Linked DNA regions of Mus musculus: region 1 is linked to region 2. A link is a contact called in public Micro-C data. All regions are on one chromosome and are shown on one strand. The core of a region is the stretch at or near the end of the contact, and the rest is flanking DNA. Distances in the headings are between cores, read along the strand shown.

What was found. A called contact is a pair of places that touch in the nucleus more often than the background predicts.
Region 1: a Micro-C map of B cells shows a contact between it and region 2, with 4 times the contacts expected there. The contact joins the promoter of Ccr6 here to the enhancer-like site in region 2. A contact is called at or near these places in 5 of 39 promoter capture datasets (the C10 cell line, the HPC-7 cell line, hematopoietic stem and progenitor cells and 2 more), 1 of 484 Hi-C or Micro-C datasets (B cells) and 1 of 115 datasets of contacts at active chromatin or transcription factors (microglia).

The regions. Positions count from the first base shown.
Region 1 is chr17:8,231,506-8,237,639 of GRCm38.p6, forward strand. Ccr6 (chemokine (C-C motif) receptor 6) reads left to right here and starts at 4,538. Exons shown (of 3, transcript NM_001190333.1): 1 at 4,538-4,810.
Region 2 is chr17:7,890,020-7,896,369 of GRCm38.p6, forward strand. The region is part of intron 4 of Gm1604a (predicted gene 1604A); the gene reads right to left. Among named protein-coding and RNA genes, the nearest start is that of Tagap, 33 kb to the right of the region's middle. Within about 2 kb of position 2,907, at least 24 of the 459 cell types and tissues checked have an H3K27ac peak or open chromatin away from gene starts, as enhancers often do. A contact at or near this core is called in B cells, where this site is marked.

The DNA.
Region 1 (6,134 bases), core at 3,288-5,787, 340 kb after region 2:
CCCTCGCTATTCTTCACTAAAGACATGCATGTATTGGTTCGCTTTACGTAGCATTGTTGAGCTCAACTTGTGATAATGCCACCATTGAGAGAAGAAACTCGCCCAAGAACTGCTTGTGAGGTTCCTGCGGCAGCTTGCTGCTTCCACAGCCTCACCTCAGGCCAGTTGACAAGCCCGGAGATGTCTTCAGGATTAAACTATATACAGTTGCTGGTTCGTGCCTGATGTCTGCCTGCCCAGAGGACTGGTCTGCAGCTGCTGAATCGTATGTGGTGTTTGCTATGGGACTGAGCTAACTGCTGCCCAAGAAGACCAAGCTCGCCCCCAAAGAACTATTGCTGAACCCCCCATATCGTAATATCTTTTCTCTTCCACTGCCTCTCCTGGGTGGCGGGCTGGAGAAGAGGCTGAACCCTTATTAAAAGTAGGTTGCAAAAAATGTATGCCTGCACACGAGCGTGTGAAAGCATTACAGGGACAGAGAATTGGGGATTTCTAAAGGGACAGCATGTGTTGGGAGAGGAGATTATAATGTCTATGCAGGTGGTGAAGACACCATATTGCCTGGATTGTGGATGGACGGCCTTGGGAGGTGTGTGCCTAGAGCTCTATGTACCAGGAGAAGTAGTGTAGCTCAAGTCTTAGCTGCTAAAGCTGCCTTTCTCCTCCTCTGTCCTGTGCCCATCCCTACAGTGGAGGACAGAGGCCCCTCTCAGGCTCTTGATGAGGGGTTATGCCTGAGCAAGGAGCGCCCACACACTTGGCTTAGAGCCAGCAGCTTGGGCAGGCAGGACAGGATGTCACCACGGTTCTGTAGTTGCCGACAAGTTTCTGTTCCTCTGGCCCTGGTCAGCATGTTGGGGAGGAGGCAGGTCAGGGGCTTTTGCCGGTTGGGAAGCTAAACCTTCGTCCTCTTGTCCTATGAAATTGCTGCAAAAAAAAAAATGCTATGGTTTTAATAGTTGTGTCCCCCAAAGTCAGGTATTGAAGCCCTTGCCTCCAAGGCTTAGGAAGTAATTCGCATGAGGTGTGATTAAGTCAGAAAATTAGCGCCTCCTGAATGGGGTGAGTTCCTATTAAAGGGGGCGCCCAGAGAGTTCCTTCTAACCTTATGCTGTGTAAGGACGGGGCACAGCAACATGACACCATCTTTGTTTTTTATTTGTGAGTGTGAGTATTTTACCTTCGTGTATGTTTGTGCACTGTGTACATCCCTGGTGCCTGTGGAGGCCAGAAGAGGACAATATCTGATCCCCTGGAACTGGAGTTACAAGCATTTGTGAGCCCCTAATGTGGGTGCTGGGGATCGAACCCAGGTCCTCTGGAAGACCTGTGGGAGTGTTCTTAACCACTGAGCCACCTCTCCAACCACCTCCTCCTCTTGTTTTTTTTTCCTTTAACATTTATTTATTGGGGAGGAGGTATACCCATACCAGGGCATATGGTGGCCATCAGAAAACTGTAAGAGGCAGGCCTTGCCTTCCACAACTCGGGCTCTGAGTATCAAAGCAGACTGTCAGGTCTGCCAAGCAACTGCCTATATTATCTGCTGAGCCACCTTGTGGCTGCCACCGTCTTCCTAACAAGGATACTGGTCACAATGGGTCAGGATCAATACTGACGACTTTGTCTTAATTTAATCATCTAAAGAGGCACTGTTTGTCAGGTGTCAGGCACACTAACAAGATTGAAATGATCTCCCATAGCAGCGCCGCAGGGGACTCTCCAGGCTTGTGCTCACGCTCCCCCCCCACCCCCGCCCCCAGTTCTCTTTGTGGAGAAGCCAACCTCTTCCTTCACAGTGGATAGCAATTCCTGCAGCCCACAGTTATCCTGTGTGAGAGTAGGCTGGGGTGCCTCCATGAGCCCCTGAGGTAGAAATTGACCACCTAGTGAAATCACTGCTGTTCCCAGCCTGCTCTGCAGCAACTGCTTCTGTCTAGTTGGTGCGGGGTGAGGCTGATGAACCCCACTTTGCTGAGTCCCCTCTTTTCACACTGAGTTGGGTGTTTCAGTAGGTGAGATACAGTCAAGCTGACAGAACTCTGGATGAGAACAGCAGGGAGCAAACACGCAGAGAAACAGCACAAAGAAGTCGCTGCTTCTCTTCCAGTCTGAACCCAGATCTAAGTGGCCTGCGTCTCGGTAGCTGTCTGGGACTTCCCAAGCCACTGTACCGCATGGGGCACAGGTCTGAGAGATTGGGCAGAAATGTCAACCAGCCTCCATGATGCGATGTCTGTGTTGACTACCTTATCCTTTCTTTTACATCGAGTCACTAGCCTTTGTGAGGGTTGATGGGAGGGGCTGGCCACTCCTAGAGCAGGTACTTCCGTCCAGCTGACTGCTATAGCTGCTTCCGCTCCTGCCAGTATGGTGCTACACACGGGATAGGCCAAAGCCTCCCACTATGTCTGTTGCCACACAAAACTTTCCTGAAACTGTGAGCTGGAACTGAGCTAGAGAAAAAAAAACACACTAGACAAACGAGCCACGTCCTGGGTGACTTCCTGATGCTTCCCGAGCAGGCTGCTTTTAATGAATGAGGAAGTGGTGTTGGGTGTGGTAACCCCCGAGACCCCATGGTTATGTGGTAGCAAGGTGTGTTTAATGAGGTTCAGGTTCACAGTTGTTGATCGTCAGTGGACAGGCTATAAATACCAGCAAAAGCTTGACCCCGACATCCATAGACCTCGACTGTGATTTACTGACTGGGGCCTTTGAAAGGCTCTGAAAATAGAAGGTACATGGAGCCCAGGATAGTTTGTCATTTCACTTCAGAGCCAAGCTGTGCGCACTTGAACTTAGACAACTTTGGAAAGTCTTATTTATTTTGTGCCCAGGGCACTCAATGCTGTGCCCTTATCAGGCTCTCCCTAAGCCAATGGGAATGGCACCATCAGATATAAGCCAATAGAAATAAGGGCATCAAATGTCTTGGGTTGAAACCAGAGGCGTATAAGCTCAACCTTCTTTGTAATGATGAACCAGTTCCAGATGTGGCATTTGGAATCATCTAGAACTCAGGCCGACCTGAGGCTGTATCATTTGTTCCCTTCCCTGAGCCGGGTGGGTCAGAAGGCATGAGTGACGTCTCTTCTGCAATTCTATCAGCAGTGAAGAGCCAGTGCTGCCTGTGTGATGCTGGGGATGTCACACCTTGGCCAGTTCATTTCATTTCCAAGTACCCAGATGATGAAGTATCCCCGATGATAGAAACTCAAGCAAGCCTGTGTAATGAGAACTGAAAGTCTCCCCCAGCTGTATGTGAATTCAAGGTGCTTCAAAAGCAGTGTGAACCCACAGTTCCTTTCTAGGGATGAGCTGTCTCCTGCATCAGTGTAGAGATGGGAGGTGTCCAGGTTCCTGCTGCCTACCTTGCCTCTGTCCCCGCTTTCCAACATCACTCTTGGCCCCAAGGCTACAGTTCTCTTTCAGAACTTCCTTCCTCTCCATCAGAGACCCTCTCACATGTGGTTACTGTATGTAACAGAGTCCACCAGCTAGCTGAATTACAGCGAAGGCCACCATACTGGACACACTTGATCTCACAGGGCTTGCTGTCCTTTGATCAGCATGTAAATCCTTCAAGGTCAAGGACTTCACTGTTTGGTTCCCTGCTCTCTCTCTCTCTCTCTGCTCTCTTTGCCCTATGTTTCTCTCTCTGTCTCTCTCTTTTTGTCTGACTCTCTGTTTCTCTCTCTGCCCCCTCTCTGTTTCTCCTTCTCTCTGCTCTCTATCTTTTTGTCTGTCTCTCTCTTTCTGTCTTTTTGTCTGTCTCTCTCTGGTTTTGTCTGTCTGTCTTTTTGTTTTTGTCTCTGTCTTTTTTGTCTGTCTTTTCCTCTGTCTCTCTCTCTCTCTCTCTCTTCCCCCCCTGTCTCTCTCTCTCTCCTCTCTGATCTCTGCTCTCTGCTCTCTCTTATTCCTGGAACACTGTACTGCACAGACTGGGCACTGAATGAGTGTTTGGTGATGGGAGAGATGGATGCATCTCTGTAGAAAAAGTCTTATTAACTGAATCCATCACTCCAGATGACTCAACACCTAAGTGAGCTGGCCTTTTTTCACACTTGAGAAATAAGGGTAACAATATCCATTTTTCAAAAATTATTTGTCAAGAGTAAATGGTAAGTAGCCTTGCCTTGTGCCACATAATTATTGATGGCGTTTTATGATATCACTGAGACTCACAAGGACAGGAGAGGCATGGGTGCCAGAGCCTTGGGTTGTCACCCACCTTGCCTACCAGAAATCGCTGGTGTTTTCCACCAAGAGCCAAACAAAGACTGTCCTGGTGGTGCTGAGGTTTTTACACTTCCTTCCTCCAGTAGCAAAAATACGGGTTGCTGACTATAGTCCACTAGGTGGACAGGACCCCCTTTCAAAGAACTTTACAGTTACCTAGATGATATGTAATTTCCAAGAATCAAGAAGCATTCCACAGACTTAATAATTCTGAAATGAAAAAAATTTGCATGTCACAGTGAAATCATTGACCTAGTTACATAAGTGCCCTCCTGCCTCCACCTTTGCTACCTCCAGTTTGCAGCGCTGAAAACAGAACACTTGTGGTAAGGTATCTACCCCAGGAGGGTGAAGAACAAGCCACACACTGCTTTGGGGAGCCCAGCTTGGAGCAGAATAGCAAGAACAGACACGGTGCTAGTAACCTGCAGTTCGAAGTCATCACTTTCAGTCCCCTGTGACCAGGGCCAGGGTCTCCACACCTGTGAGAGGAAGCAAAGATCTAAGGAATCTGAAATTTGAGAGAGAAACTGCAGCTGCCAGTTTGTGGGTTGGAACATTATTGGTAAGTTTTGTTTCAGCTTGGACTTTGGGAAAACACTAGGTTTCTGCTGTTGTAAATGGCAGGCTTTAAAAGAAGAATAATATTGCCGTGGTCACATCACCAAGTCCTGGGTGCTTAGAGACTTGGGTTCCTTCAATCCCGTTTAGATGAAAGCCAGGTGCTCACTTTGGTAGTCTTTTGAGTGCCGTGAGTATTTTATTCTATGGGACTTAGAACATCAACTGTTGCTCCAACTATGTCTAGGGTTGGAAAGGAGTCATGCCCTTGGGTGCTGCAGGAAAGAAGTCTGAGTCTCCTGAGTTTTTCAGGTGTTAGGGTCTCTGCCCTTTCTACTCCATAAGGAGATAGAATATGATGTATTTTTGTTTGGTTATATTTTTAGACAAGGTCTCATATATCCCAGGCTGGCCTTGACCTTGCAATTAGCCAAGGATAAGCCTGATCCTCTGCTACCATCTCCTGAATGCTGAGATTACTGGCATGTACCACTGTACCAGGTTTTCTGAGCTGCTGGGAACTGAACCTAGTCTTCCATGTACACCATGCAAGAGCTTGCCTTGCCTCTCCCTCCCTCTCCTTCCTTCCTTCCTTCCTTTCCTCCTCCTCCTCTTCCTCCTCCTCCTCCTTCTCCTCCTTCTTCTTCTCCTTCTCCTCCTCCTCCTCCTCCTCCTCCTCCTCCTCCTTCTTCTTCTTCTTCTCCTTCTTCTCCTTCTTCTCCTTCTTCTTCTCTCCCTTTCTTTCTTTCTTTCTTTCTTTCTTTCTTCCTTCACTTTTCAAGACAGGGTTTCTTTGTGTAGCTCTCTGCCTCTGCCTCTGCCTCTGCCTCTGCCTCTGCCTCTGCCTCTGCCTCTGCCTCTGCCTCTGCCTCTGCCTCTGCCTCTGCCTCTGCCTCTGCCTCTGCCTCTGCCTCTGCCTCTGTCTCCCAAGTGCTGGAATTAAAGGCATGCACCACCACCACCTGACCTGAATTCAGTTTTTAATCATCCACTACTGAGCTCTGAATGACTTACTGAGAGCTTGCTATATTGCCTTCAGGCTGGGTGCTTCTCTCAGGGGAGATGCTCAGGTGTGCCTAGGCACAGTTATGATAAATGAGCCTGTCTGATTTCTCAGCCTAGAACTTCTAGAAGCAAAGAGTTTGTGGGAATGCCAGCCAATGAGGCAAGATAGACCTTGAGTTACTGGCAAAGGCTGACAGAAACCGCTAACACAGGCACGCCTAGAACACAACACCTAAGTCATCACAGGCAGCCCTCCTCTAAGGCAGTCAGCATTTGACAAAGAGGCACGGAACCATTTGCAATTCGAGAGACCCCTCTGGAGA
Region 2 (6,350 bases), core at 1,657-4,156:
GCTCAGGTCCATTCCCTGCATGCAGTAATCCCAAAGCCTTTTTCTTCTCTTTCCTTCATGTTACACCACACACACGTGTACACCTGTTTACACATATGCATATATTATTGGTTAGATCCCAAGAAGGGCTCTCCAACAGGCCCGAGCATGGCAAACATGGACCAGCAGGTTTTGTCCTTTCTCCCTCCCTCTCCTAAAGCCAGCCCCCAAGTTCTATCACTCCCTTATTTGACCACTGGCTCATTCCTGAGATGAAAACACTGAGGTCCAGCGATCAAACTTCATTATTTGGCTCCACTGGCTAACCTCTCCAGTCAGGACTCAACTTAGCACAGACTTCCCATTTTCTCCTTAAAACTCGCCCCTGCAGAAACACCTGCTGTGTGCTTTTGTCTGATCTAGAGGGTCCAGAGGCAGCCCAGCCCCCTCCCCATTCCACCCTACCCCACCTCACCACTGCATCCCTGATTGTCTCTTTGGGGTAACAAATCTCCTTTGTGCTGAGGATTTGGTATCTGGGTGAGTTTTGTACTGACCATGAGGGGCCCCCTTACACTCCATATATGAGCGAGAACACATGGTGTTCTTCTTTCTGAGAGAGCGCTTAATGTTGTACACTCTAAGACCATCCATTTTCTGCAGATTTTTTAACTTCATTTTTCTTTACAGCTGAATAGTATTCATATATAGATAATATAAATTTTATATTTTATATACTATATGGCAAATTCTCATTATCCATTTGTCTGTTGATGGACAGCTAGGACGATTCCATTCTTTGTAATAGTGAAGAAAGCACCCATAAACAGGGAGATACAGGTATCTCCAGGATGAGTGTGGGAGTCTCTGAATATGTGCTCCGAGGTTTTTTTAAGTCTCCAAACTGATGTCACAATAGTCTTTCTTTCTCCAACGTAGTTGTCAGATTTCTTGGTGGTAGCTTTTCTAATTGGGGTGAGATGGTATCTCAAAGTTATTTTAATTTGCTTTTCCCTAGAGCTAGGAATATCAAACTCTCTCTCTCTCTCTGTCTCTCTCTCTGTCTCTCTGTCTCTCTCTGTCTCTGTCTCCCCTTTCTTTTCTTTTTTCTTTTTTTTGAGAGACATCTATTTGGTTACTTGGTTTGTTTTTCTCTTGTTGGTTGGCAGGTTGGTATTTAACTTCTGCAATTCTTTGCAGATTCTGCCTTGTGTCTGAAGTGGGGCTGGTAAAGCTTTCTCCCATTCTCTGGCTGGCTGTTAACTCTGAGTGCATCCTTTGCTGAACAAAAAGTAGCTATAGCTTGGCTGTTTTAATTAAGCCAAGGCCTTGAAATTGCTCTTTACTGTACAGAACTGTTGACTGTTTGTCAGTAGACTAACCTTGCTCATTCACCTTCAAACCTCTTCTGGACATGAACTTTGCAGGGCGCCATATCTTGAACACAGCTCCAGTCCCCCAATGGCTGTGCTGACAGTACAGTTTGCCTGCCAGACAGCATTCCATCTCACACAAGCAGAAGGCACAAACTACTTTCCCAAAGCAATAAACTGAGACTGTAAATCCCATCGCTCCACATGAGGTGGGTGTGGAGGCAGGCGGGAAAGGATAGATGCGTGTATCAGGAGGCTTTTCATAAAGTGAACCTGGACCATGTGCTATGCCAGCCCCAACTAGTTGCCTGCTGCGGTCTGGTTTCTGTAAATAAGTTATTATTGAAAAGAGTCACACACATCCATTTGTTTACACATAGCCTGTGGTTGAGTTGTATGGCTTCACAATGCCAAAAAAACATTCACTGTATGGTCCTTTACATAGTGTTGCTGGCTCCTAATTTTAGAAAGCTCCAGAGAATGGACTACACAGACACACAGTCTGAGCAAAGAGGAGTGCTCCTGTTCTGTATGGCGGTGCATGCGCAGATGAACCCTTTGTTTATGCCTACATAAAACAGTAACCAATCTAAAAGGTTCAAATCCCCCCCAATCCAGGAAACTCTGAACCCTACCCAGTATAAAATTTATATGAGTTGCTCTGTGATCATTAAAAGTATTCAGGTAACAAACGGCCTTAACTATGAAGAAGGCAAACAAAGACTTGGGCTTCTGATTCTGGGCTTTGATTTATGACTGTTTAGAGCAGTGGCTCTCAACCTTCCTAAGTCTGTTCTTCATGTTCTTCATGTTGTGGTGACCCCAACCATAAAATTATTTTGCTGCTACTTCATAAGTATAATTTTTCTACTGTTAGGTATTATAATGCAAATATCTGATAGGATGTTGTGGTTGCGACCCCCTAGGTTAAGAACCACTGGTTTAGAGTGGTCCACTCTCATCGATGAAATGCAACTGATTTTCCCATAAGAACATCTAAAGAGAAAAGCTGGGATTCAGTATGGCCCATGTAAAGGCTCCTTTCAAACTATGACATGGTGAACAGATATTGGTTCTTGGGGAGCAGAGGGCTGTGGTTGAAACTGCACATTCACATTGCGATGTTTAATAAAGGGGCTTACAGGAAGGCAGGGGAGATTCTGTGAGGGCTCATAAATCAACACATTTCAGAATTTAAACAGGGGCATGTTCACCAAAACAACCAAAGTCAAAGGGACTTAAGGCTCAGGATGAAATGGTTAGAAAAGTGGAGGGGGTGGCGGGACACAGATTATGAAAAAGGAGCCAGCAGTGGACAAAGGAGAGGCCAGTGTTTTCAGGCTGAGACGGGAGCAGAGCAGAGCGGTGGCTCCTCCCTGTCACATGTTGTCAGCACATGCCATTTCATTCCTCTGGAACTTTCTCTCACCACCCCAGCCCGCCATTGTCCCTGTGAGCCTTCAGGTTCTGGCTCAGTTGACACCTTTGCAGAGAGCCCTTCACTGCCACCAAATCTAACATCCTGTCCAATGCGTGGGTAGCAGGAAGAGGTCACACGAGCTACTGGAGGCGTTGGTTCCCTGCATCACTGGCTCCTTGCCACCTACACACTCCTTCTGCCCAGGCCAGAGCCGCTTTCACTTTTTATTCATGAATACGTCTGTGGGTGATGAAGAATTCAAACATCCATGGATTTAAATGTACACAGTCTGGATCCATATCTCCCTCTCCTGAGGAGAGTTGTTTAGGAAGCTGGGATGAGAGCAGACACATAATGACCTATCATGTGCCACCACCTGGCATGACGCCCCACACGTAGTAGGTGTTCATCAAATGCTGACTGAAGAAAGGAAGGTGGACCAATCTTAGCAAACTTTGCAGTGCTTTGGGGACTTTCTGGGGGATCCTGCTACTGCTGTTGGGGTTTTGTTGGCCAACTCCCAGGAGCGACATTCTCAAAAGTCTGTGGCTAGTAAGAGGATTAGACCAGGAGCCCGACACTCTGTTCCCTACAGTGTGACTACTTAACTATTGTGTTGTGTGGCCTGGCACACGGTCCTGTGCCAATACTGTAAATAGAGATTTTTCTGTCTTCAAATAAGTTTGAGCCCTCCAAAGCGTTAACACTGTCCACACAGATTAATCCCAATTGTTAATATGAACTTTTCTTTTGTCAGACCCGAAATGCTGGAATCATTTTCTTCATTGGATACATTTATTTCTTGGTTAAAAACAAAGCAAAACAAAACAAAACAAAACAACAAAACACCTTCCACCCATTGGTATGAATTACGCTGTTCCACACCAAACAATAAAAGCCAAAGTGGCTGTTCAGTAAATTATGAGGAGTTTCTGGAGAACACAGAAATGGAACCCCACCAAAGCCTCTCTTGGCAAACAAGCCCTTGACCATGGGCTTGGTTTCTTTGCTTCTTGCTTTCTCGTTGATGGCTTTGTCACCTCTCAATCCTGGCTACGGGGCCTGGCTCGCCAGGCTTCATTCCTGTTCCTCAGCTATGCTTTCAGGAAAAGACGTTTTGTCCCCTGCTTAACTCAGGTTGGATGTGGTTCATCTAAAGATAATTACACACAAGCACATACACATACATACACATCACACATACACACATGTCACATGCACACACAAAACCACACACATATACTTACACACACTCACACATACACACATACACACAAACACACACACACACTGTAATGGGTCAGAAATCAATATGTGACTCCATTCTGACCAATGAAATGCCAGGAAAAGGTCTCTATTAAATGTGATTGTGTGTGTGTGTTTCTGTCTGTCTGTCTGTCTGTCTGTCATCCTTTAGCCCCTCCCACTCCTGTGAGTCTTCAGGACAGTAGAAGAGGGCATGAGCATCATGGGAGCCACGTGCCACATGAGGTCCAGAAACCACAAGATGAGCAGGAAGAGTCACTGCCAGCTGTGGGAAGCCCTGGCATTTTTGACCTGTCTTTTCACTACCAGGCCATTGCTTTTGTGGTCCAGCCCCACCCAGGTCTGCTCATCATCTCTCATAGACTTTCTACTCTCCATACAGAACTTCAGGTCTCATGTTGTCTTCGTTTCTCCGAAGTCAGGCTGGAAAACATGATGTTGAGGATTATGAATGAAAACTAAATAAGAATTGTTTGAATACCAATAAACTGCATGGATTTCTCTATTTGTTAACTGGAATAAACAGAAACAGAAGATTGCTTAAAATCAGGATGTAATAGACAAAATCAGGCATAACAGACAATCATATGAACACCTGGAGAGGTGGCTGGGTGCTTAAGATTGAGTTCTGGGGAATGGGGAGATGGCTCAGCACTTAAGAACACTGGCTGTTCTTCCAGAGGATCTGAGTTCAATTCCCACACCCAGATAGTGGCTCACACCCAATATACTCCAGTTCTAGGATGTTTGACACCTTGTTCTGGCCTCTACCGGTGCCAGACGTGCATGAGATACACAGACATACATGCAAGCAAATCACCCATACACATAAAAATAAGTAAATCATTTTTTTAATGAGTGCTGTCTTTAATGAGTGAGGTTTTTTTTAGAGGATTGCAGTTCAGTTTCCAGTAGCTCACAACCACCTGTAACTCCAGCTCCAAGGGAATTGGATGCTGCCGGTCTCTTTAGGCATCTGCGCACATGTGTGTACACACACATACACATGCACAGAGACACAGATACACATATACACAGAGAGACACACACATACACACACACATACACATGCACAGAGACACAGATACACATATACACAGAGAGACACACACATACACACACACATACACATGCACAGAGACACAGATACACATATACACAGAGAGACACACACATACATATACACGCATATACATATACATGGCACAGGTTCACACATACTCGAACGTGCACTCATACACATGCACACACTTAGAAATAAATCTCAAAAATGGAAGAGTTCAGAAGAAAGTTAAAACATTCAACTTGGCGGAGTAAAAATAGAAATGTTAACTCCACCACCTTTAGGATTTCTTAGAAAAACTACAAGATCAGATAAGAATATAAAATAGGATGCGTGCTACCACATTCTAATAAGAGGTCAAAGTAATTGCTGGAATGACATTGATCAGTGCCCTCTGAGTCAGAAACAAAATGAAAAGAATCCAAGCGAGGATGTGCAAAGAGAGGCAGAGAGCACACAGGCTGGTCTACAGGAAGGCCATGACCCCTCCAGAGAGCACAGAGGCTGATCCACAGGTTAACAAGATCTCCACAGAGATCTGTTGGGGTGATCTTTTTGTACACTGTGTAAAGATTATCTTTGTATTTCTTAAGTGAAGATTTTGATGCACACTGGACTTTGGTATCCTTAAACAGCTTAGTCTTAGTGTTTTGTAAATACTCCCCCAACACCTTCTGATTGGTTTAATAAAGAGCTGAACAGCCTATAGCAACGCAGGAGAGAATAGCGGGACTTTCGAACAGAGAGATAGGAACTCTGGGAGAGAGAGGGAGATTTGCCTACCAGACTCTGAGGAAGTTGGGCATAATAAAACTGAGAAGCAGTAACTAACAAACTATTAGTTTGCAGAGCGTAGATCAATATTAATGGGTTAATTTAAGTTATAAGAGGTAGTTGGGAACAAGAGTAAGCTAAGGCTTTCATAAATATGTAAAAGGTTATCATGTTATTACTGGGAAGCTCGTGGGCTTTAGAAGGTCACATTAGAGAGATCACAAAGGCTGGTCCACAGGCAGACCATGACCTCTGCAGAGAGCACACAGGCTGATGCACAGAGAGACCGTGACCTCTGTCCTCTGCAGAGAGCACACATGCTAATTCTCAGGGAGAACGTGACTTCTGCAGTCAGCAGTCGAAGAAAAGGAACCCGCGAGGTATCATAGATGTGACCACACGAAGCAGCCAGCTCACCTGGCCTCAGAGGACACAAAAAGCTAGGGTGAGAAGATTGCAGAGCAGAGATCATTCG